7 separate regions of the Mus musculus genome follow, and regions 2, 3, 4, 5, 6 and 7 are each linked to region 1. Evidence: chromatin contacts called from public Hi-C, HiCAR-type, HiChIP or PLAC-seq and promoter capture Hi-C data. All regions are on one chromosome and are shown on one strand. The core of a region is the stretch at or near the end of the contact, and the rest is flanking DNA. Distances in the headings are between cores, read along the strand shown. Region 1 holds the start of Vapa (vesicle-associated membrane protein, associated protein A). Region 2 has its middle 55 kb from the start of Fer. Region 3 has its middle 35 kb from the start of Fer. Region 4 holds the start of Fer (fer (fms/fps related) protein kinase). Region 5 overlaps Fer (fer (fms/fps related) protein kinase). Region 6 holds the start of Pja2 (praja ring finger ubiquitin ligase 2). Region 7 holds the start of 1700016K05Rik (RIKEN cDNA 1700016K05 gene).

The links. Promoter capture Hi-C pulls out the DNA fragments that hold promoters and counts their contacts. Hi-C and Micro-C count contacts between places; a contact is called where the count stands out from the background. HiCAR-type assays count read pairs that join an accessible place to other places. HiChIP or PLAC-seq counts read pairs in DNA pulled down with a chosen protein or histone mark.
Region 2: a HiCAR-type map of astrocytes shows a contact between it and region 1, with 4 times the contacts expected there. The contact joins the enhancer-like site here to the promoter of Vapa in region 1. A contact is called at or near these places in 3 of 39 promoter capture datasets (the 3T3-L1 cell line, hippocampal neurons and second pharyngeal arch cranial neural crest) and 4 of 115 datasets of contacts at active chromatin or transcription factors (acute myeloid leukemia, astrocytes, large pre-B cells and 1 more).
Region 3: an H3K27ac HiChIP or PLAC-seq map of embryonic stem cells shows a contact between it and region 1, with 6 times the contacts expected there. The contact joins the enhancer-like site here to the promoter of Vapa in region 1. A contact is called at or near these places in 7 of 39 promoter capture datasets (the 3T3-L1 cell line, the HPC-7 cell line, cranial neural crest and 4 more) and 5 of 115 datasets of contacts at active chromatin or transcription factors (astrocytes and embryonic stem cells).
Region 4: a promoter capture Hi-C map of pre-B cells shows a contact between it and region 1, with 7 times the contacts expected there. The contact joins the promoter of Fer here to the promoter of Vapa in region 1. A contact is called at or near these places in 8 of 39 promoter capture datasets (the 3T3-L1 cell line, cranial neural crest, frontonasal cranial neural crest and 5 more), 2 of 484 Hi-C or Micro-C datasets (both in embryonic stem cells), 4 of 115 datasets of contacts at active chromatin or transcription factors (SST interneurons, astrocytes, embryonic stem cells and 1 more) and 3 of 9 other capture datasets (adipose tissue, embryonic stem cells and liver).
Region 5: a contact with region 1 is called in a promoter capture Hi-C map of pre-B cells. The contact joins the enhancer-like site here to the promoter of Vapa in region 1. A contact is called at or near these places in 7 of 39 promoter capture datasets (the 3T3-L1 cell line, cranial neural crest, hippocampal neurons and 3 more) and 4 of 115 datasets of contacts at active chromatin or transcription factors (astrocytes, embryonic forebrain, epiblast stem cells and 1 more).
Region 6: a contact with region 1 is called in a Hi-C map of B cells, with 14 read pairs. The contact joins the promoter of Pja2 here to the promoter of Vapa in region 1. A contact is called at or near these places in 11 of 39 promoter capture datasets (the 3T3-L1 cell line, 3T3-L1-derived adipocytes, cranial neural crest and 6 more), 10 of 484 Hi-C or Micro-C datasets (B cells, CD4 T cells, CD8 T cells and 6 more) and 7 of 115 datasets of contacts at active chromatin or transcription factors (cardiomyocytes, embryonic stem cells, epiblast stem cells and 4 more).
Region 7: a contact with region 1 is called in a promoter capture Hi-C map of liver, with 2.6 times the contacts expected there. The contact joins the promoter of 1700016K05Rik here to the promoter of Vapa in region 1. A contact is called at or near these places in 2 of 39 promoter capture datasets (liver and stem cell-derived epiblast-like cells).

The regions. Positions count from the first base shown.
Region 1 is chr17:65,611,783-65,615,135 of GRCm38.p6, reverse strand. Vapa (vesicle-associated membrane protein, associated protein A) reads left to right here and starts at 1,581. Exons shown (of 6, transcript NM_013933.3): 1 at 1,581-1,916. The coding sequence starts at 1,838.
Region 2 is chr17:63,807,311-63,810,663 of GRCm38.p6, reverse strand. No RefSeq gene overlaps it. Among named protein-coding and RNA genes, the nearest start is that of Fer, 55 kb to the left of the region's middle. Within about 2 kb of position 1,768, at least 26 of the 459 cell types and tissues checked have an H3K27ac peak or open chromatin away from gene starts, as enhancers often do. A contact at or near this core is called in astrocytes and stem cell-derived neural progenitor cells, where this site is marked.
Region 3 is chr17:63,827,237-63,830,589 of GRCm38.p6, reverse strand. No RefSeq gene overlaps it. Among named protein-coding and RNA genes, the nearest start is that of Fer, 35 kb to the left of the region's middle. Within about 2 kb of position 1,464, at least 9 of the 459 cell types and tissues checked have an H3K27ac peak or open chromatin away from gene starts, as enhancers often do. A contact at or near this core is called in embryonic stem cells, where this site is marked.
Region 4 is chr17:63,862,346-63,865,698 of GRCm38.p6, reverse strand. It overlaps Fer (fer (fms/fps related) protein kinase), which reads right to left and starts at 1,718. Exons shown (of 19, transcript NM_001037997.3): 1 at 1,644-1,718.
Region 5 is chr17:63,929,966-63,933,318 of GRCm38.p6, reverse strand. All of the region lies in intron 7 of Fer (fer (fms/fps related) protein kinase), which reads right to left. Among named protein-coding and RNA genes, the nearest start is that of Gm52300, 38 kb to the left of the region's middle. Within about 2 kb of position 1,553, at least 26 of the 459 cell types and tissues checked have an H3K27ac peak or open chromatin away from gene starts, as enhancers often do. A contact at or near this core is called in pre-B cells, where this site is marked.
Region 6 is chr17:64,330,114-64,333,466 of GRCm38.p6, reverse strand. Pja2 (praja ring finger ubiquitin ligase 2) reads left to right here and starts at 1,584. Exons shown (of 10, transcript NM_001025309.1): 1 at 1,584-1,671.
Region 7 is chr17:66,712,808-66,716,160 of GRCm38.p6, reverse strand. 1700016K05Rik (RIKEN cDNA 1700016K05 gene) reads right to left here and starts at 1,705. Exons shown (of 2, transcript NR_151453.1): 1 at 1,558-1,705. All of the region lies in intron 21 of Ptprm (protein tyrosine phosphatase, receptor type, M), which reads left to right.

The DNA of each region.
Region 1 (3,353 bases), core at 332-2,831:
TATTTTTGAAATGTTTCCAAATCTATTTTTTTGCCACTTTGCACTAGGTATTTATATAAAATGATTCTCAGCATTGGTAATTATAAAATCAAAATAGCAATCAATTACAAAAAAAGTTGACAATGTTGTGTTTAGCAATATCAAATATTCAGCCAAGAATAAATAATTTTTACGTAGAGATGAACAAGGAAATCCATCTCGTTTGCATACAAGCTTGCTTTTGTCTTAAATGGATTTTTGGTCTGCTTCTTTTCAAAATTCATTTTTTAGGTTAGGATACAAAGTAAGCATTCAAAGAAAGAAAACAAACTTTTTTTTTTAAACGACCAATGTTTGCTTTATACCACTATTATATCCTATATACCTCGAGTGGCATGAAAGTTTTTCAGGTGTCGGGGCGGCAAGTTGAAAAAGTCTAATTAGCTGTATTCTAGACTGCTCATTTCGACATTTACTTCCAAGCAATCTAGAGTGCCTTTTCGTGGCAGAAGCATGAATATGTGCTTTGTTTCGCACGGAGCTTCCTAGAGATTTAAATTCAAGCAGCACCATAGGACACAATAAAGGTTTTTACAGCACATCCATTTGTTTTGTTTGCTCTTCCCGTCCCTGGATACCCTGGCAAGGGGCTGAATATCTGTCAGCAACTTGCTTGGCATTTTTTTTTTTTTTTCTCATTTGGTACAGGCTCTCCTAAGTGATACAGATAAAATTCGTCCCTAGCACGAGAATGTGGCAAACAGATTTGGGTATGAGTTTGAAGTGAACCACACTGTAGATACAGCACGTGAACTCCACGCTGTAGGAACAGAGATTTCGTTTCTACCCTTGTAGAGAAACTGTGCCTGGCACAGATTTCCCCTGGAACTCGTTCGCTTGTGAGCGAGATGTGTTTCCTTTGGCTGGGCAGGAGGGAGATGGGGAGGAGGCAGTCTTGGAACAGCAGGCAGAACGGAGCGCACGTTCGCTGAGGGCGGAAGGAATCCCCAGCAGACCAGAGGGACACGCCCTGCCGCTCTCCCAAAGGGCGGTCTCTCCTGGGATGCCTGGCTTCCAGGCAGCCTGCAAAAACCCTTCTCTTTTCCAGGGCAGACAAGACGCCCTCGGCGAGCCAAAAGCCGCGTCAGCGGCCCCACCCACTCGCCTCCAACGGACCCAGGTCGCCTTCCCGGTTCCCAGCAGCCACCGCGGAGGCGCCGCCCGCACAGGGCATGCTGGGAGTCGAGGTACCCGGCGCTTCATGACTCTCTTCCGTTCGGAATTCCACTTGGAACGCCGTGAGGTAGCGTCGTAGTCGGCGCTCCAGCCCCGCACTCGCAGCTCCAGGGCCCCAAGAACGACACCCCCTTCCCGGGGCGCCGTGCACCGCGTCTCCCCGCAAAGAGCCCCGCTCCGCCCCCCCGACCCTGCTCTACGGAGATTGACAGCGGCGCGGCGCCCGGAGCTGCGGCCAAGTCGGAGGTGCGCAGGCGCACTAGCTCAGCGTTGACCCCTCCCACCCCCCAGTTAGGCCCGGAGGGCGGGGCCAGCACGAGGGCTCCAGGCCGCGGGGGCGCGCACGTAGGCACGTAGGGCCCGTCACGTGGGGCGCCGAGGATCGCAGTGCGCGTGGCCGCGGCGGCTGGTGTGGGGTTGAGTCAGTTGTGACACCCGGAGCTGCTGAGCGGACAGGCTGCCCTCGGGACCCCCGCGGCCCGGCAGCAGGCGCGGAGCTTCGGGAATCGTGAGCCTGGCCCCGTCCTAGAGCTCCGCGGAGCCGGCGCCGCCACCGTCCCCTCGCCCCCGCCAGCGAACCGCCGCCGCGGGCGCGCCCCCGCTCTGCGCTGCGCTGTCTCCTATGGCGTCCGCCTCCGGGGCCATGGCGAAGCACGAGCAGATCCTGGTCCTCGACCCTCCTTCAGACCTCAAATTCAAAGGTAGGCTGGCTGGGACGCTCCGGAGCGGAGCTGAGGCTGGGGCTGGGGCTGGCGGGCGGCGGCGGGGTGGCCGGGCCGTGCTCCCCTCCCCCACGCCCCGGCCGAGCGTCGGAGCCGCGGCCCCGCTGCGTCCCTCGGCCCCGCGCCTCGCCGTCCGCCGCTGCCGGGCCGGGCCGGGCCGGGCTGGGCTGCGCTGCGGAGGGGAGGGGAGGGAGCCGCCGGGCGCCGCGGAGGGCTCCGCCGCCATCTTGCGGCCCCGCGGGGGCGCCGTGGGAGCCCGCCCGCGCCTTGCCCGCCGGCCCGCATGGCGTCCTTGCCCCAGGGGCGGCCGCGGCGCGGCGCGGTGCGGTCGGGCGGTGCGGGAGGGCGACTGGGAGCCGGAGCTCCCTAGTCGGCGGGCGCCAGTGGGCGCCGTTCGGCGGCTTTGGGCAGGCGCGGTCCGCCGCGGGCGAGGAGGCGTTCACGGTCGCGGCCTCGCCCGGAGTCTTTCCCGGTCAGGTGCGGGACTCTGGCTGAGCCGGGAGACCAGGCAGCAGAGTCTCTGGCTGGGACTGACCCCGCGTGTTGGCACGGCCCCCAGGCGCGCGGCAGAAAGCTGTGCGTCAGCTGGGGCATGCATGGTCAGAGGTTAATGGTAGTGGGTCCCTTGTGTCAGCTCGGATTGTCCCTAGGTACGGAGGACCCAGTCCTTGAGTGCACACTGTCTTTACTGAAGAATTCTTTCAGCGTTTGTGACCCGCTTACGCTTGCGGTTTCCCTGCGTATCCCGAGAAAGCTGCTAAGGTGCCACACAGCTCTGGAACTGTTGACTTTGGAGCATTGACTGTGATAGACAGTGGCTTGGTGATTCTTGTTCAGATCCAAGGCGGTTTGCCTTCTCAGTGTGTAGGAAACGAAACGTTACACAGAACAATTTACTTTATTTTAAGGAGAACCAAAAGAATGGAGCTAAAGAGAAAACGTGATCCTTCCTATCTTTAAATGTAAAGTGCCCCCCTCCCCCCCCCCCGAAAGTTAATACCTTGCGTTTTAATTTCAGGAACTGATGAAAACAATTTTCCTTAGGCGCACATCGATTCCAGTACTAAGAGAAAAAGTAAACCCATTAATAGTAGTGTAAGAGTTAGTCCAAATGAAAATAGCTGAATTGTCCTTGTGGGAACAATTTAAAATAGTTCCAGACACTTAAAGATTTTATATCTTAAATAGTTTTAGGGCTTATAAACATTGGGTATTCTGCTAGTCACATGCCCTGCAGGTGTTTCAGTACATTCACAAGTTTCTCTTTACTAGACAAGAACTTGATTGTGATTTTAAGGCAGCTCTAATATCTTTGGAATTGGGTCGTGAACCACACTTATAATCCCGGCATTCTGGAAGTCCAGAAACCATCCAAAGTTTGAAATCAACCCGGGCTACAAGGGAGACACTAGACAG
Region 2 (3,353 bases), core at 519-3,018, 1.8 Mb after region 1:
AAATGCAGTCCTTTAAGAGAGTTGCCTTGGTCATGGTGTCTCTTCACAGCAAAGAAACCCTAACTAAGACAATATGTAATAGGGGTTTCAGATAGTGACTTGGAAAACTAGATTATGGTACATACACAGTCTCTGGAATAAGTAGTATTAGCAGTTATGTTATTAATATAATGGTTATTATTATCTTGAATGGTATAAATGCATGCTGTATTTGAAAAGTGTTTAGCATAGGAAAGTATTCACAGTGTAGCAAATGCCACCTTAGGAAATTGTGCTGCCAGTGCACAATTGCACAGGCTGGAGAATTAAATAAATGAAGCTGCTTTTGTCCTTCAGGAAGCTGGAGAATCCAAGATCGGGATGCTATCTGATCTAGTTCCTGGGGAGGGCTGTCTTTCGCACTTGCGCTGAGTGTCCTCTCATAGTACCTTCAGTGGGACAGAGAGACAGTATGAGCTCTATAGCCCTTTCTTAGAAGGGCAGTAATTCCACAATGAGGGCCCTCCCTTCATGGTCATGTGCAAACCCGATCACCTCCCAAGTCCCATCTCTATAGACCATTCTTTTGATAGGAGGAGCTTTAGCACATTTGAAGGAATGGGAACAGCAGGAGCAAGTATTTAGTCTATTAACAAATGTTTCAAGAGAAAAATAGAATAGAAAATTAAAATGCATTTAATATATATATATATATATATATACATGCTACATATGCGTTAGTACATAAAGGGAGACATCGAGATGACAAAGTGTTAGCTGTCACCTCTATGTCATCAGATGATTATTGTTTCTTTATTTTCCATATTCATGTAGATATACATGAAGAATATAAGTTATTTATAACAGTCATATTCTTGTTTGTTTGTGTTTTGGTTTTGTTTGTTTGTTTGTTTATCAAGGCAGGTTTTTTTTTTTTTCTGTGTAGCTTTGGCTGTCCTGGAACTCACTTTATAGACCAGGTTGACCTCAAACTCTGAGATCTGCTTGCCTCTGCCTCCCAAGTTCTGGGATTAAAGGTGTGTGCCACTACTGCCCGGCCAACTGTGTGATTCATTTTTAGAACTGGGACTACAAAAGACACAGTACGGTGGCATAATCAGCCAAGTAGTCTCTTTGTATATCTGCATATACACTGGTTTGTGGCAGGGTTTCATCTGTTTCAGGATGAATTTTAATCCCTGATCTTCCTGCCTCCACATCCTGAGAGCTGGGATGGCGAGTGTGCCCAAGGCACCGCGCCCAACTAAAAAGCCTTAAAGGTACGTTCTGAACCGTTTTTTTTTACACGGCGCTCAGTTGAATAGCTGGCGCTTGACTCTGTAAAAGATGCAGTGGCCTTTGACACTAGCCCCAGTGACACACCTGACAAGCCTTTTGGGTGCAAGGGTGTAGTACTTTTGGGGAGTTAGACAGGAAAATCAAAATCTAAGGATCGGAAAAGAGGGCTTCCAGGATGCCCTCTCCAGTAGGTAGGGTGACTAACCACCTCAGTTTGCCTGGAACTAAGAACTGAAGTTAATGTGTGGTGTTTTCAAGAGCTTAAAATCAGAGAGGCCCCAGGCGGGGCGGGTGGGTGGGTCTTCTCCGTTTCAGTTCCAAAAGCACAAGACCTGGAACATTGAAGTGTGACTCAGGGGGCTGAAAAACATCCAATTGCTTGCTTTGTTTTGTTTTGTTTTCTTCTGAGAACCTCTCTTGGAGCCTCTGAACTGCACACACTTTTCGGCCAGTAGCCAGGGAAGCAGAGAGGCTCAAGGGGGCTGGGTGGGGAGCGATATCAGGAAGCCTTTAGGAAGCAAAGAGGCTAGAAAAATCCAGAAGGGAGGAACTTTGTTGTCTAGAGGTATCTCCTGCAGAAACTTAGCGACTGGGGAAAAAAAATGTAAAAAACAATAAGGATTTGGTCTTTTCATGACTTAAACTCTGTTCATCCTTGTCCTCATTTTCTGTTTTAAAAAACTGTTGCCATGACAACACCATGAACTGAGGTTCAACCTCCTTAATGTTTGCTGGTCTTGATATGTTATTTTAAACTGCAAGGCTTTCTTTCAAAAGTCTTGATATTTTGTCTCTCAGTCTCTTTAGAAATCATTGCATGACTTTATGGTGCTTATTTCTGATTTGAACACTGAAGGCATATTCAAAAATAAAAGTTCTCTAGGAATTCTACCATATGCCCCATGTCTCAGGTATATAGAGATAATCTATACATAATTATTATGGAAATATGCTATGTCTTTTCATGTACACAACAACTGCATTCTGTAGTTTGTTATACACTGTTCTATTCTTTTTCACTGGATGTCATTATCAAAAAGGTCAAGGAAAAAAATTAAACCATGAAGAGCCTCGTACAGCTAATGATAAAATGCAATCAGAAGTGTTTAAAAATGTGGAGTATATTTTAAAAAGTGAAACGTTAACATGTTTTCTAATCCTGAGTGTTCCTGGAGAAAAACATATTTAATATTCGAATTTAGGGCTCCGATTCAAGCAGGCATATTGAATATCACACAAACTACACTGCATAGACAGCCAAACTCAGACTCTAAAGCCTGTAAGCTAATGAGATGCATCTTTGATTTCCTTAATTAGCATGTGAATGCACAGACTTAAGCATCTTAATGCTTTTGTGTTTGTTGAGTGAATCAGTTATTCATTAATAATGGCAGAGAATAGGCTTGAGAAATTAGCCAGGATTATGTCTTTCTCTCTGTTTCTGGCATTCCTTCCCTTCCCTTTCATGTAGACCACATGTTGGTTTGATCAGATGAAGAATGTGCCAGAAAGAAAACTATCTAAAATATTTAGGCAGACTGGTTCATAGGCTGCCTACAAATCATCGTGTCTGAAATTCGGCATTGAAGTAGCTGAGAGCTATGTGGACCGCCTCGAGGGCACCGAGGACTACTCTGCTGCTGCGAGGGGACATCCTCTGGGGACCTGAAAAGATGGCTGCCTGATGTGCAGAGGTAGGCACGGACTGGAGTGGGTCCTAGAGTTAGGAAGAAAACTCCAGAACAAACAAATAAACAAACAAAACCCAAAATCCCTACATTTCAGTTTTCTGAAGCTCACACCAATTTGGACTGATTTTGGCAAGTCTCAGCTTGACAAACTTCAAACCCGTGCCTCCTCACCTAGCTTCTCCCTGCTCTGTAAAGCATCTACATTCCAAAATTTCTAATTCTAATTTTGCAATGGCTCTTTCAAGAATAAACCTTCCACAACTCAGGGTTGCCTCTCTTATCCTTTTGAGGTGAAATGTTGAAGGAAAACAAGGATCCCCATCTTAGTGTCTGTGGGACGTGGGGGCTGACCTGATCAGTGACAATGCCCTACTGCCATCTGCC
Region 3 (3,353 bases), core at 215-2,714, 1.8 Mb after region 1:
TTTATATGCCCCAGTACAGGGGAACACTAGGGCCAAAAAGGGGAAGTGGGTGGGTAGGGGATTGGGGGGGTGGGTATGGGGGACCTTTGGGATAGCATTGAAAATGTAAACGAGGAAATTACCTAATTAAAAAATAAATAAAAAAAAGAAAAGCACATATTTCATGAAAATGATTTTTAAACAGTTTAAGGGACCCATGCAAAAAAACATAAGCCTCTCAAAACCACTTTAGTTTTTCTAAAAATAAATATTGATTTTTTAACATAACTTCGTAAGATTTCTCTGCTGTGTATAAATAATCACAGGTGTTATTACACACACCTTATTCTTTCCCACTTTCAAAGCTTACTCTAGTGCTTGAATGCCACTCCAAAGCCCATATATCCGTTCATTATTCTTGACATCCATATAGAATTCAATGCAGGAAGAGGATGCCACTAAGCACTAGCTAGAAAGGAATTTAAAACAGGAAATCAGGTACTCACAAAACGATTAGATGGATTCAAGGAACAGAAGCCTGAGATCTGCCAGCTGATGTCGATTTTGGGGGCAAACACTGTGGTGCAGAAGGCTGAAAACTGCTGCTGTTCACCAAACAAGTAGAGCCAACTGCCTAGGTTCTGCTGGAGCTGGTGACCGGACACTGACCGACTACCGTATCTGCTCCTCCAGATATGAGGAAACTGATAACCAGACAGTGGAATGCTGAGCTCAGACCAGCAGCAAACACCAGTGAGCCACTGTGCAGGACTTCTCACTATGAAGAACTCACCATGAAGGACTCCTCCATGCATATCCACCTCCACCCCACTTATTCACTGGTGGAACGGAAGCACCTGCCCATCCAGGACCCAAGATGTTAAGAAGAGTTTGAGAAAAGCCATTTCTTCCTGTGGGCAAGACAGCAAGGATGCTGACCATAGACTGTTCCCCATCACCAACTGGTTGTGCATTGATTAACTGTTCTCAGCTGTAGGCGAGGGTGTGTATGATATGAAGACCTAGTGTGGAGTTTCAGTGTTACAGTGTGTCCTTTTACATATATCCTTCCGTGTCCCTGAGAGAACAACACATTCTAGGAATTGATGTTACAGGTTGGCTGTAAAATTCTTTACACGAGGAACAAAACAAAACTCACTCTACCCTGGGTGAAACGCAAATATGGCATGAGTAGTGCAAATATGTCCCGAGGGATATATTTAAACGCCATTAAAATGTCAATCGTGAACATTTTCGTGATTTTTGTAGAAGCTTTCCACATCCCCACTTAGTTTCATAATTCTGTGATAGCTAGAAATGCTTGAGAGATACCTCATTCCTCTATCGCCAAACCTAAATTAATAGCAACTTTAGAGCTTTATCCACTTCATCTAAATAACCGGCCCACTGGGGAGTCTTTGTTTACACTGCCTCAAAGACATACCAGGAAGGGGCGTGACCAACAGTTTGGAACGAACTGAACTGGGGCAATCAGGGCAGAACCAATGGGCTCACACAGAACAGCATTCTTAAAGCCTGAACTGGAGTAACTGTGAGGAATAGCAATAACTGGCATCCTCAGAGTGCCTGTCAGAGGCCAGGCATTTAATTCTCTAGTCTCTGCTTCACTCTGGGAAGAGAGAAGCCACTATGACCCTCTCTGTTCAGAAACAATCCTCTGAGAAGAGCTTACCAGGGTCACAGTAAGTGTCATTGTAAGTGCCATTCCATGAAGCTACAGCCCCAATCCTTGACTGCTTTTAATCTGGAAAATGGGATCTTTTCTTGGTTGGCCTTGAACTAACTCTGTACCAAGCAGGGCTTAACCTTGCAGTCTCTCTGCCTTCATCTTCCCAGGGGACGAGGCAGGACCACACACTCACAGCACTCACAGCAGCTGTGGGTGGGTCTGCACAAGATTCAGCCAGTCAACATTCCTATATGAGCCTGACTCACAATAGAGATGATAATGACAGTTGGTGGCTTCTCATACATTTTTTTTGTAGGGCCCCTGGTAGGTCAACATGATCTACTGGATGGCCCCCACTTCTAGAAATATGTGATTAGCATAAATTAGATTTAGGCTGTTATTAAAGAAAAAACCAACCAAACAAACAAACAAAAAACAAAAGCAAAAACAAAACAAACCAGAAAACTAAGTTGGAAGGCTGGGGAGGTAGGGATGTATTCTTTTTCCTCGAGCTGAGATATAGTTCAGAAGAAAAGAAATAATTTCTAAATTGCTTAGTCTTCTATACTTGTATATACCAAGTTAAGTTAGCTTCAAAATAACTTCAAAGATCAGTAAGCATGTTCTCTTAAAAATATTTGCATTCTGTGTACATGGTTGTTTTACCTCCATATATGTCTGTGGACCATGAGTGGTCCTGGGGCTGGAGGAGTCAGAAGAGAGCATTAGGTTTTCTGAAACCGGAGTTACAAATGCCTGTGAGCCATGATGTGGTGCTGGGAATCAAGCCCAAATCTTCCAGAGGAACAGCACATGCCCTTAACCACTGGGCCATTGCGCCAGCTCCAGCCCACATAAATACATTCTTCATTATTCCTATTTGTTCATTTCTTAATAGTGAATTTTGAAAATACATAAATGATGATGGTCTTATGGGTCAGATTTCTGTTGAGAAAGAATCAATAGCCTGTGTATGTGTACATGTATGCGTGAAGGTGGGAGAAAGAGAAGGAGATTTTTTTTAAGACATAGGCTTCTTACTGTGCAGAGTACCCTGGTAGGCTGGAGGCCAGAGACAAGTACCAGCTAGGTCCACAGAGAGCCTGAAGGCGGAGCTCCTTCTCCACATTCTAGGTAAAGTTGTTTTTTTTTTAATTTTTAGTTAAGATCGCTATCTTAGTTTAGTTTTTACTGCTATGAACAGACACCACATCCAAGGCAACTCTTATAAGGACAACATTTAATTGGGGCTGCCTTACAGGTTCAGAGGTTCAGTCCATTATCATCAAGACAGGAGCATGGCAGCATCCAGACAGGCATGGTGCAGGAGAAGCTGAGAGTTCTACATCTTCATCTGAAGGCTTCTAGCAGAATACTCACCCCCATGCAGCTAGGTTGAGGATATTTAAGCCCACACTCACAGTGACACACCTACTCCATCAAGGCCACACCTCCAATAGTACCAGTCCCTGGGCCGAGCATACACAAACCATCAAATCTTATATGATTAGATAAGGATAAACATCTTTGTTCAAGGCCTGCTTATTTTAATGCTAGTACCATAATAAAAATACACCAAAAAAATCTACAATAAGACTTAACCATGAGCCACTAGGCTCACTTTACCTGAGCCACAACAAAGGTCTTACATGTATGTAGTCATGTGAAGGATAAGTGTTGTGGG
Region 4 (3,353 bases), core at 469-2,968, 1.7 Mb after region 1:
TTTTACTTGATGCTAGCAGAAAAAGTGTTCACAGAAAAGTTAGAGCCACATGGCAACTAAGAATGAAATTCAAGAATTCTGTCTACAAAACCCTAGATTATTTCTCCCACACAAATGACTTCAACCTCTGAAGTAGAGTAGAAGCTGGATAGTACATCATCTTCGCTAGTGTGTATTAATACTGTCAATGCAGAAAAGAAACAGATCTTTGCCAAAGGTCTTTTATGGAAGAGAACCGAAAGTGATTCCCAGAATGCCTATGTACTCTGAAAACATCCCCAGGACCTTTGAAAGCCCTCAACTCTAGGGCTATCAGAAAATCTTTTCTTGGCTGTAAAAGGGACACTCAACCTTTTTACATCCTTTGGCTCTTCCACACACCATTATAAAGCCTACACAGGTGTGTATATAAATAGTCCCTAAACCACACCATGTATTTTGCAATACTTTTCCTTTAAACCTGTTCTTATTTCACAGATGGACTGCAAAGTATTTTTTAGATGTTAACCACTAAAATACTGTGGGCCTTATCTTTAGATTCTCTGACATCAGACGTTTATATACGGTGACTTCAGGTTGAGAAGGTTCTTTCTGAAAAATGCCTGAAAACTCCTGTACATGTTGGAGTAGCATATGTTAGGGTGACCGTGAGACCATTGTGAATATATACAGCTTCTTCCGAAGTAAAAGTATCAAAAGCCTCATTGCTCTTACGTCATAAGATATTGAAAATGAAAGGCTGCCCGAACAAACTGAAATTGCAATGGCATGCCCAACAAAAATCACAAATGCACAGAGTTCCAAGCGACCACCTCATGGAAACTTAATTGTTCAAAGGAGCCCTAGCTCTTACCAAAACTAATCTCATGAACTCCTTTCGGAGGGCTGATCTTAAGAGGAGTCCAAGGAAGACACAAAGGTGCCTCCAAATACCTCAGACCCCTAAAAAGCCCTTAGGGAAAAAATCACCCCTGACAAGTCCAGATGCCTCCAGAAGTCTCCCTGGGCCGGACTTCTGAAAGGCTGCCCTGAACCAAAGGGGCAGTGGGACGTGAAGCTGAAGCGAGGCGACACAGGGTCAGAGGGTCCTGATGAAAGGGGCTGCGGGAACTCTCGGGGCTGGGTGCCACAGGAGAGGGCGGCGACGGGTGAGGAGACCAGAAGGGGTGTGGGCACCGTGGGCGAGCGTCGGAGGAGCGCAAGAAGGGAAAGGGTGCGGGCTCCCCACCGCAGCAGCTCCCAACCCCGCCCCACGCCCCGCACACCCGCGACCCGCGACGGGGCGGGGCCAAGCGCCCGCCACGGCCGGCACCGCCCCCTCAGCCTCCGGGTCCCGGGCGGGTAGGAGGGGCGGGCCTGGCGGGCCGGGTGAGCAGCCCGGACCCAAGCCCAACCCGGAACGTTCCGTCGCGCGGGTAGGATGAGGCGAGTGTGACCCCGCAGCCCCGGCAGGGGACCGAGCTGGCTGAGGGCAGAGGAAGCGCCTCCGCACAGCCCGCGTCCGCTGGGCCAAAAGCCCGGCGCCCCCCTGCAGGCGGGAACGGTTACCCCCGCGCTGCGCTCGCCTTCCGGCCTCCTTCCCACCTCCCGGGGCGTTGCCCCGGGCAACGGTGCCTACGGACGGCGGCGTGAAACGCACCTACCTAGAACCTGACAAGCAGAAGCCCCTCAGACCCGGGAGCCAGTCGCCACCCGGCGTCACGGGGACTGCTCCAGCCAATAGGCGCCACCGTTGCGAGGCTCGACAGCCAATCCCGCTACACTCCGGTCTCCGGGCACCCCGAGAGTTTAGCCAATGAGAAGGAGCAAGGGGCGGGCGCTGCCACCGGCCCCAACCCCCTCTTCTACAACCTCCCAGGAGGCGGGCGCGGCCCATTGGCTCGGACCCGCGAGGGGCGGAGCTCAGCGAGTGGGCGGAGGCTGGAGTTGCGGGCGTGAGGAGGCGTGGGCCGTGGCCACCGCCCTGCGTGCTGTTTCCCGTCGAAGCTTGTTCTTGCGGTCTCTCGCGTAGAAGATCCCGCTTCTCCGAGCCCAGCCGTCGGCCTGAGCGGTGGGATGGGCGCGGAGACCGAGGGAGCCTGACAGGAAACTCCGGAGACTCGCGGGGCCAAAGCCGGGAAGTAGCCTGTCCGGGTGATAAGCTGAGGCCGCCCGGAAGGGTCAGCCCCGCGGCCCTGCCGGAAAGGAGGTGTGACGAAACGTGGAGCGCCCGCGGGGGACCGGCGAGGGCCGGCTCTCCTTCCCACCCCGAGCTGGCTGTGCAGCGAACTCTACCTTCCCGCGCTCTGCTTGCGTGTGCTGTAACGTGGATTCCTTTAAATCGGCTTTGCGTTTCTGCGGTGTGCTCAGAACTGCCTTTCCCGCTCCTGTGCCTGCAGTGTCAGACGCTAACGAGCTGACATTCTCTGGAAACATGAGGATGCTCTGCAAAGAGAGCCGCGAGTCCTGGGAGCGGTCCCCTCGAAAGTACTTACCTCTAGGAAAGTCTAGAAAGCGAGGGCCTAAACTGATGTGTTCTTCCAGTGAGGGCTGTTTTCCGAAGCGCTCCTTTGCCAATTTGGTACAAAACAGGAGTAAGGTGGACCTGAACAGATCTTAGTAGGTGATCTGGAGCTCTGTGATAGGTGTTCATGGAGCGTCACTCTCGGGATTGCTGTAGCACGCTTTTTAAGGCAGTGTCCTCTTGTACGTGAGCTCAGCCACATTCACATTCGTCGCCTGCAACAAGTCTGACAGCTCCATTTCCCCTCCCACCCTTAAACCTTTGAGTTAGATTAGAGCCAAAGAAGAATTAATACTTTTTAAAATTCTAAATGGTTATTCACTTAAGTCAGTTTCAAAGACCAAGAAACCAAAACATACTTTAAGGACACAGATATCTTACAGTTGAAAATGGATGAGAGTCTCTCCCCCTTTTTCTCAGAAAACAATTATAAAGTTCTCTTGTCAGATTTATGGTCCAGGAATATCTTTTTCAAGAACGTGGAATGCACAAGAGTTGTGAATCGTTGTTAGAGCACTTGAAACCTTAGATGAACCTCAGCCAGGCTATGGGAAGCCACTAACAAACCTGGGAGTCGGTGTTTTTCTAAGTTCACAGATAGCAGAAGTTCACCTTATCACCCAGTTTCTGAGAAATTCTAGAACTCCAAATTTTGAAACTACCTCAGGCATAAGGATTGCCTTTTCTCTTAGCTAACTCTGTTGGCCACCCCAACAAGTCCACCATAGATGTGACAAACAGAGCCAAGTAGTCTTACCTGAGGACTAGTTATTGTTCAATATGAAAATCTAAATAATGGGTTGTATCTACTCATCTATAAAGAAGGGTGAAATTCATGTCTTTGCAGTTT
Region 5 (3,353 bases), core at 304-2,803, 1.7 Mb after region 1:
TTTAGCATACAAAATTAATATTTACATGTATTCTGGGCCAAATAATTTATGGCTGTATGAAATAGATTCAGTCCTTAGTGGAAATATTTCTCCCATAAACATACACACACACACACTTATTATATCATATTAAAATAATCTTCAGACTTTCAAAGCAAGACAATGAAAGAGGTTTGATTAGGAAGGGCTAGCAACATGGGATAACAGCTCTTGGAAAGCTGTGTCTGTCTCTTCCCAGGAAGGTAACAGTGACTACCTAGCCTCCTATGGGTAATTCCAGATCAGACACTTCCTTGCTAGGCAGTGGTTCTCAACCGTTTAAAAAAGAAATCCGTAGCTTTTCTGTATTATCAACAACAACCTTACTAAGGTCATAGGAACATGCCTATGTACAGTAGCATCAACAGCCAAACATCTTAGAATAAACCTGGACGAGATGAACGACTACCATGGTAAAAAGTTACATCCTCTCACATAAGCTATTGAGAAGACACCACAAGTTGGAAGGGCATCTCATGTTCATGGTCAGTATAACTAGTTCTGTGAAAACAACTTTCCAACAAAAGCAAGTGACAGATTAAATGCAATCGCAATCAAAATGCCCACGGCACTCTTGACAGACCCAGAAAAAAGGAAGCCTAAAGTTAATATGGAAGTAGAAAGGACAAACGATACTGAAGCAACTTTGGGCAAAAGGAAGATTTCCTGGTGCGGTTTCCATTCCAGACTTCAGCTACATTATAGAGCTATAGCAATAAAAACAACATGGCACTGACATAAAAGCAGCCATGCAGAACAGTGGAATAATGAACACTTGTAACTACAACCACTTGATTGATAATTGGGAAAAAGGGAAAAAAGTACACTGGAGAAGATGCAGCACCTGCAATGAAAGGTTCTGGGGAAAGTGGACGTCATATGCCAAAGAATAAAGGTAGACCCGTATCTATCACCATGCACAGAAATTAGATCCATGTGGACCAAAGACCTAAACTTAAAACCTCAAACACTAAAAGTGCTAAAGAAAACATGGGCAGTGCATCTGACAAGACACGGGCATAAGGAAGGACTTTATAAATGATAATCCATTAACCAAGGTTTTTAGGCCAACAATTGAGCAGTGAGACCTCATAAAACTAAAAGCTTCTTACAGCTAAGGAAGAGAATCTTTGCCAGCCATACATCTGACAGAGGATTAACATCAGAACACACAGAGAACTCAAAAAACGCAGTTAAGGAAACAAATGACAAATGACCCAGTTTAAAAAAAAAAAAAAAAACTTAAAAAAAAATCCTTAAAAAAAACTTAAAAAAAAAATCAGTGGCTCTAAACAGATTAATAAAAGAAAGAAAAGTGGCTAAAAAAATTCCTAAGAAGTATTCATTTTCACAGCAATTAGGGAAATGTGAATTAAAACAACTTTGAGACTTCATCTAACCCCAGCCAGAATAGCTAGGAAAGACAAAACAGCTGAGAACACAGGAGAAAGAGGAACCTAATTCACCTTCAGTGGAATGCAAATTAGTACAGCCACCATGCAAATCACATGGAAGAGCCTCAGAAAAGCTAAAAGGGAAGCTACCAAATGGCCCTGCTGTCCCACTGCTTAGCATAGGCCCAAGGGACTTGACATCTAACTCCAGATACTTGTTCAGCAATGTTCACAGCTGCCCTACTCACAAAAGGCAGGAAATGAACACAACCTGAATGTCCTTCACCCAACCGACAAATAAATAATGCAACTGTGATTTCACACACACACACACACACACACAAATATATTATGGAATACTATCCAGCTGTAAAGAAAACTGAAATTTGTGAGTAAACAGACAGGGTCTAGAAAAGGTTATATTGAGTGACAAAAGCCAGAAAGACAAACAGCACATGTTCTCTCACATCTGCAGTTCCTAGCTCCAAATCCTCAGATGTGTGCATACACCATGGAGTAACCACAGAAGCCAGTACAATATAAAGGGACTACAGGTTGGGAGGGGAAGAGCAAGACTTAAGTGAGACAGAGTAACAGGTGGTGACTCCAACTGCAAAGAGTGAGGGGAGTCAATACAGAAAGAGAAGGACAGGTGAGGGCCAAATAACACCAAGGTTGCTTGATAAAAATCTCAAAGATTGTATTGTTTTATATTTACCTTCCATCATGCACAATACATAGAAGTGTATTTACAAACACACACACACACACACTTTAATCTTAAAATCAGTGAAGCCACTTGGATTGACAATGATTTACCAAAAGCCATAGACTCACAAAGACCCACTACCTGGTAGGGGGAGGGGGGGAACAAGTCATTTCTCATGGTTGGTTAGCATAGTTCAAGTGACTCCTCAAACAATACAGGATGTAGTTCTCCGTTGCCTTTCTTGGGTTAGGGCTCTACTGCTGCTAAAGCCAGCATACACTTAGGACACAGGATTCAGATAGTTAGCACTGGATCTGACCAGAAAGCCCTTTTCCTGCAGCCTAGTTTCCATAGTTCCTGAACACACTATGCGTGCTGCCACGGGCAGGAAGCAATTAAACAGTCCCACCCAGATGAAATACCCATGTTCCAGGACAATGACCAGCAGAACAAGAAACGCATAAAAGTGCAAAAGGTACAGTCTTGCATGAGTCAGCCAAAACTGTCCAGTTGAGCTTAAATCCCACCCACTATGAAAAGAACAATGTCTGGTACTAGAACCCTAGCAAACTGAGGTCATAGACCTTACAAAACAATCTACTGTCACGACTATTAATTACTGGGGGGGGGGGGATTAACCTCCCCTAGGGAACAGCCCTAATTGTCCAAGGCTAAGTGGTCAGCCTTGAAAACATATACACACCAGCAACAAAATAGAACAAAGCATCTTTTATTTACATATATTTATGTATGTACACATGGGCACATGCACATATATGACAATAATAAAGAAAAGGGCTATTATATTAAGGACAGGAAGGCATAGGAGGGGTTCAAGGGAAGGTAGCAGTGAGGAGCTGGAGGGAGGAAAGGGAAGGGGAATGTGATGTAATTCTATATCAACTTAAAACATCGTTTATGTATATGAAGTGGATAGTCTAGAGAGATGGCTCAACAGTTAAGAGAACTGGCTGCTCTTGCAAAGGACCTGGGTTCAATTCCCAGACCCACACAACAGCTCACAACTGTTTAAAACTCTAATTTGAAGAGATCCAACACCTCACATAGACATACATATAGGCAAAGCATCAATGCACATGCATGAGATAAAAATACATGATCTTTTAAAAAGTGTATCTAAATATAATCTTAATTTACACCAAAATAACTTAAAATACATTTTATATATCCTGACATGGTACATAAAACTT
Region 6 (3,353 bases), core at 335-2,834, 1.3 Mb after region 1:
GAGTATGTCTTCCCAACTCAAAGATCCAGACTAGAAGTGGATTCACCCACATCATACTAACCAGAAAAACCTCTCACAGATGCGCCCTCCCTTCTGGATTGTAGTTCATTCTAGTATACCCAGACATGGTATGGAAATGATTGAGATTTGAGAAGTCCTGCACCTGCCAACCTGTTAGTGTGTTCAACTGAACCAATCTTCAAGACTCTAAAGGAAAATTAGTTAAAATATACATTCTCTTTCAAGAGAGCAAGGACTTGGAGACATGTAAAAGAGTAATTTGGGGGGCGGGTAAAATATATGCTACTGGGGTATTCTGGGAATTAAACTTGGTTTCACAAAATGTCTAGCAATTTCTCGTGTTTTTATGGGAAATGTCGAATCATTTCTTTACATCGATGGTAGAAAAAGTAGTTTCAGTTCACTGGCAGATTTTACAGCTAAAGGACATCACAAGAAGTGGGGCTCTTAATCTGTGTGGGTAGGGAGGCCACGTGATAAATATATCCTGGGCTTTTGAGCTCTGGGTGATGAAGCTGGGGGTGGGGGCGGGGAGTTAAGAGAAGAGAGCTAGGCTGTAATCAGAGAAGCAGGCAGGCTTCAGGATGAGAAAAGGGGACATGTGCATCACTGACATAACGAACTTAAACTGTGACTGGGTTTAAATTAAGCAAGGTGTCCAGGGACTCCAGCTGTTGTATTTATTTTGGTTGCATGAGACGAGAGCTGATAACTCCGAGCCTGACACCCGATATAACTTAGCTGTCAGCTGCTAAACTCTGGTCAGGCCAAATCTACATCTCACCTATAGCTGCTTTATACAAACAGAATCAGAGAGCAGGGCGAGGGTCTGACCAGTGGTGGGCGGGTACCACGCACCACAGAGAACCACAGCAAACAAGCTCTTCGTACGTTTCTTTCCCTCGCTGCTATCAGAATTGCAACTGGTTTCGGATTTTCTTTTCTTGTACTTCAAATTGCAAATACTGGGTAACTTCTCACAGCCTTGGGAACCGAATTCTGCACCTCCATTTTGCTGGGGGGCATGCGGGAATGGAGGGAGAAGTGTAACTGCGCCAGTCCTGCGCTCAGCTCTCCACACCCCCTTCCCTTCGGGAGACCCCGCCCTTTTCTCCCAGCCAAACCACAAAAGGCCTGACAGTGGATCGGGCCTCGGCGCCCCGCCCCCGCCCAAACGTCGCAGTGCTGCAGGGGCGGGCGCAGGGCCAGAGAGGGGGCGGAGCCAAGCGCGTCTCCACTCTCCTCGGCCAATCCGCGAAGGGCCTGGGAGAGAGCTTGCAGGCGCCAGGCAGAGAGACAGCCCCAGTTATTTTCCCTTTTTCTGCCACGTCCAACCATGACGTAGGCCTACTTCTAGGACTGCGATTGGATGCGTGCTTTTCCCCCTGCAGAGGGCCGTGAAGTCTATTGGCTGCGCCCTCAGGGGGCGGGGCTAAAGCGCTCCCTTCCTCCGCCTCCTTCGCAGCGCAAGGGGCGGGACGCGCCGCCGCCGCCGCCGCCGTCACCACCTCTGCTTCCGCCGCCGCCGCCGCCGCCGCCGCTGCAGCCGCTGCGCGTTCGGCGGGGGAGGAGTCGGAGGCGGAGAAGAAGGCGGTGGTGGCGGGTGGAGGATCGAGCGCTGTTCTCGCTCTGGAGCCGCTGCACATCTCGGTGAGGGCAATTTTTATTTTTTTCTCTCTCCATTCTGGCTGATTCTGTCAGAGCGGATCTGGGTGAGGGAGCCGCTGCCCAGGCGCCTCGGCTTCGGGGGTCTCCGAGGAACGGACCGAGCCGTGGCCGGCCATGGTGGGTGGGGTTGGCGACTGAGAGGCCTCCGGCCATCCCGCCCGGGGCCGCGCTCTAGCCCGAGCCGCCGCGCCCGCCGCCCGCTCGCTCCCGCCGGCTGTCTGCTGTCCTTGGTGCCCTGGTCAAGGACCCGGCGCCTTGCCCCTCGCGGCCCGCCAGTGCCGCCCACCCTCAGGCCCGCCGCGGAGGACCGTGGCGCACTAGGCCTGCGGGGCCCCTGCCCGGCCCGGCACGGCACGCCTTCCATCCCTGCCTCCCGGATTTGCGTCCTCCCCGATTGTCACCGAGGCCCAGGCACCCTGTCAGGCAGTGCCAGTGGCCTACCGTCTTCTTGGTCAGCGTTAGGCCCCAGCACGCCTGTCAGAGGCACCTTCAGGGCTCCCCTCCCCGCCCCCACCCGCACCTCCACCCCCACCCCAAGATGCCTCCAGGTTTATCATTTTTTGCGCACATTAAAAATGGTGAGTTGAAAGCTGCCCAGACCAAGTTGAATAAAATAAAACAAAAAAAAAAATTGTATGTCTACATAGACAACTGCTTTGACGATCCTCATTCTGTCAAGTATACGATTCTTTTTTTTTTTTTTAAAGAGGCCTTACTCTATTTTTATCACGAAATATTTGCTATTATTTCTTTTAAGATGGCAGTCATTGCTGAAGACTTAACAGGTCATTTGATGAGTGTATACAGGAACGTAAAAAAATAACAGAAATAAACGTAACATGTTTGTGATTGTCTTCTGGATTTCATGTCTTTTTATATGAAATAATTTTATTCTTCTATTACAGACATGCACCCTCCGTGTAAAATTCAGCAGTATAAAGAGAGAAGTATTAAATAAATACTAATATGTGACTATTTTCATCCTTCAGTGCCCCACCAGTATTTCGGTTTGGTGGTCATCTTTCCAAGTGCTTTCACAAACGCATCTTGAAAGATACACACACATGCAGAGTTGTCTCCTTCAGGGATGGGGGTGAGGGCTATGCTGAGCACATTTGTGTAAAGCTTGCTTCTTCTAATTATATATCTTGGACATAGACTCCCGTTTTATGTAGGCCTCCCTAATACTTTTTCTATCTAAGGGTACATCCTATTTCTTTAATTTGATGGACTTTAATTAAGTATTCCTACTGAAAGCCGTTTCAGTGCTTGCAGTTGAAAGTTATGCTTTATACTAAAGGTAACTAACTCACGTATTGATTGATTGATGCTGAACTGTAAGCTCTGAATCGTTTATTTTAGAACATTTCACGGTGTGGAAGACTGTAATGTAAAAAGAGCAGCCCCCACTTTGCCTTCTAGTATATTGCCTCTATCCCAAGACTCAGACACTGTTTTAATAAGGGGGAAAAACCTGTGTGATCATTTCTGGAGCACAGATCCAGACGTACAGTTGCAGAAGTAAAGGGTATGAGTATTTAAATCTGACAGCCATCTAACCCTTATTATTACTCTTTTTAAAGATATTATTACTATTTCCTGAGTGTTTCTTCTAGGTGGTCTTCAGACCACTTGTGAGTTAAAATTTAAAAACCCTATTTTGA
Region 7 (3,353 bases), core at 456-2,955, 1.1 Mb before region 1:
CTCTCACAGTAACTTTCTAAGCACTGCTGTCCTCCAAGTCAACTCCCACAAAACAATCACCAGGGAAGGAGACACCCAGTGTTACTGAGCCATTCTGTGGACAGCAATTAAGGGACTTGGTGGCCTCTATGAAAATATAGAATATATGAAAAATAAATCCCTCGTCGCACCACTGAACTATGAGGAGGGCTCTACCTAAAGAACTCAGTTCCCTTATGAGAATCTAAAACATCACAGAATATCAGCCAAGAGGACGAATTTGTCTAATTTACAAATTAATCTAGGGCCAGGCCTGCTAACCCTTCTTAGTGTGTACTTAATTGGTCATTTAATGATAGTTACTGAATTCATAGCACCAAGAAGTAGAAAGATATGTATAATTCCCTCATCTTCATAGCACACCAGATGTATTAGAAACCCAAGTATAACAAACAATTAACTGTGATAGACTTAAGTCAGAATGTGATTGTGCCAATAAGATAGGCTCTGCATATGGAATACAGGACTTGGAGGTGGCCTCAAGAGGCTGAACCCTCCCAGGAGTAACAACTTCCATTGGCAAGAATAGGACACAAATCGTTTTTGCAAATAGGATGGAAAGCCACAGAAAGGAGAATTGGTGGCAGGAGGAGAAAGCCACGGCCTGGTGCATCTGTCTTAGCATGGAATGGAGACTCTGATCCTTGAATCTAGTTCAGAGCTTGTTGAAATGGGTCTGCAATGGAGAGCGGTAAAAGGAGAATGTCTGTCTTACTGGAAGTCGTCGAAGTAGTGAATCAGTTGTTCTGGTTAGCGTTGCAGAAACACAGTTCCGACTAGACACAGTAGAGTACACTTGTTGTCCCGGCTACTCAGGCAGGAGGATCCATGACCAGCCAGAATAACATAGCCAGGAAGAAGGTGATAAGGGAGGGAGGAAGACAAGGAAAACGGTGGCTGTGGTAATCTCGGAAAAGCAGCTGGAGAGGGGCCATGGGCTCTTCACTAGAGAGCAGGCTCAGCAAGAAGCTGGTGTGGCTAGTGATAGCGTGTTTATGGGAGATCACAGTCTGAATATTATTGGGAATGGGCATCATTAAGGAAAGGTGAGAAGTTGGATATGAGCCTGGATCTTTGGCTTTGTGTCTTGGACTGTTAATGTGAAGGCTAATAACCAAGTACCTAGCAAATCCCTTCCTACCTCACCCCATCCTCCAAGAAAGGGCTGGAGATTTAAGGAAATGGCTGAATGGCTGTTTAACATGTGGAGTTTGAGAAGACGAGTGAAAGACAGACACGAGGAAGTCTCAGGAAAGAGGTGAACTGAAGGTATTGCAAAATCTGGGGTCTCCTTTTCATTTGCCACCATCTGCTGTGCCTTCTCTACCCTCAGCTTTAAGCCAGACATGAATATCAAGATGAGCAGACAAGGCACGATCTAAGAAGTGTCAAAACAACGATTATACTAATGAGTACACGAGTGAACACGCACACATATGTGGGTGGCTGTGTTCAGTGATCGGATGCTATATTAGTCTGTTTTTTTCATTACTATAATAAAGTCCCTGGGGAATCTACCTTACAAAGCAAAGAGGCTGATTAAACCTCATAGCTCTGGAGTCTAATCATCTCAACAACACTGTTCAGGGTCTTGCAAAGACCCCCTTGGCTTCACCACATCATGGTGGTGTGGGAAGCCGTTGCAGAGTGGCAGTTGCAAAGTGGCAGTTGGCTACTTCTGGCCACCACACATACATAGGCAGTGAAGGTTCTTTTGCCAAGACAAGTTAACCAATCAGATGTGAGACACGCCTCTCCTAGGCCTATGTAAGCAGCACCAGTTCTGGGCTCAGGGTCTTTTTGCCTCTACAATCAAGCTCCCCCAATAAACGTGTGCAGAAGGATCCTGTTGCAGCATCGTTCTTCCTGGCCAGTTGAGCGCGCGCAAGATGGTGGGAAACACTAAGAGTCTTTCTCCCTCATTCATTCTAAAGCCACTGGAATTCAAACACACAATATCTACCCCAAAGACATAATTCACTCTGATTACATCTCAGAGATTTCCATCTCTAAAGCTCTTAGTGGTATTCACTCACTGTCTTTGTAATACTGTTAGCATAAGACTTTGGGGATTAGACTCCAGGCATGACTGGGAAGGGAGCTGTGTTGAGTGAGAGCATTTAGCATAAAGCAGAAATGGGAATGAGAAGAGAAGCCATTGGAGACAGCAAATAAAAATACAGAAAAGGGAGAAAGGAATGGCAAAAGAAAATCACAGACAAGAGAAGAGCTTGCCCGTGATCAAGCATAGCTGTGTAGAGAGGGTGTGGTCAGTCACCACAGGCTGAGGCTGCACAGGTAAATTGTGTCCTTGGGCACCGGTAACATGATTAAATTCAGTGACAATGGTTTCACAGAGTGATGTGGGACTCATACCAGAGGGTCAGGGCTGGGGCTCATCTGGACCTGAAGCTAAGGCTGCAAATGATGTTCCCGAAGCTTGCTGTACCTGCACTGGGACTGGGACAGTACATATCCAAAAAAAGATGAATAGGATTTGGGGACACAGACAACCAGGCCATGCAGCAGGCATGCTGTAGATGTGTTCCATGTTGACAGAGAGAGCCGAGGCTTTGTCACAGATTGCTGAATGTGCACTTCTAGAATGGAGTTTCAACAGCTTGCTATCAAAAGTCCCCAAGGGTTTGCATGAGGAAGGACCATGAACAGGCGACACATTGGAGATTATGCAAAGACAGCCACTTAAAACAAGAAAAAAAAAAAAACAGCCAAGAAGTTGACAAGGGAGTACTCTAGACGACTCCTCCCTCTCTTCAGAGGAACGCCTATGAGGATTGTTAGGCCATGTGCAGTAGAGATCAGTTCTAGCTAATTAAAGTCAAAGGGGAATTTACTGGGAAAATGCAAGGATCCTTAAATGCTAATGTGGAATGTGAAGCTTGCAGATGCACAGGAATGAACACAGCAAAGCCAGAGGGTCGGGAGGCAGACAGTGTGGTGGGAGGCTACTGCTCCTCCTCCCTTATGCTCAAGATCACAAAGATGGAGCAGAGCATCCAGGTCCCCAGGGTTGGTTCATGTACCTTCCCTGTGCCCAGATACTCTGTGCTAATTAGGGATTTTTTTTGTAAACTTGATACAAGCTAGGGCTGTCTGGGAAGAGGTAATCTCAACTGAGAAGATGTCTCCATCAGACTGGCCTGTAGGCAAGTCTTGGGGACATTTTCTTGATTAATAATTAACGTGGATAGACCCGACACAATGTAGGTAGTACAACCACTGGGTGGGTGGTCCTGGGTCGTGAAGTATGGCAGGCTGAGCAAGCCATGGGATACAAATGTAAGCATCATTCC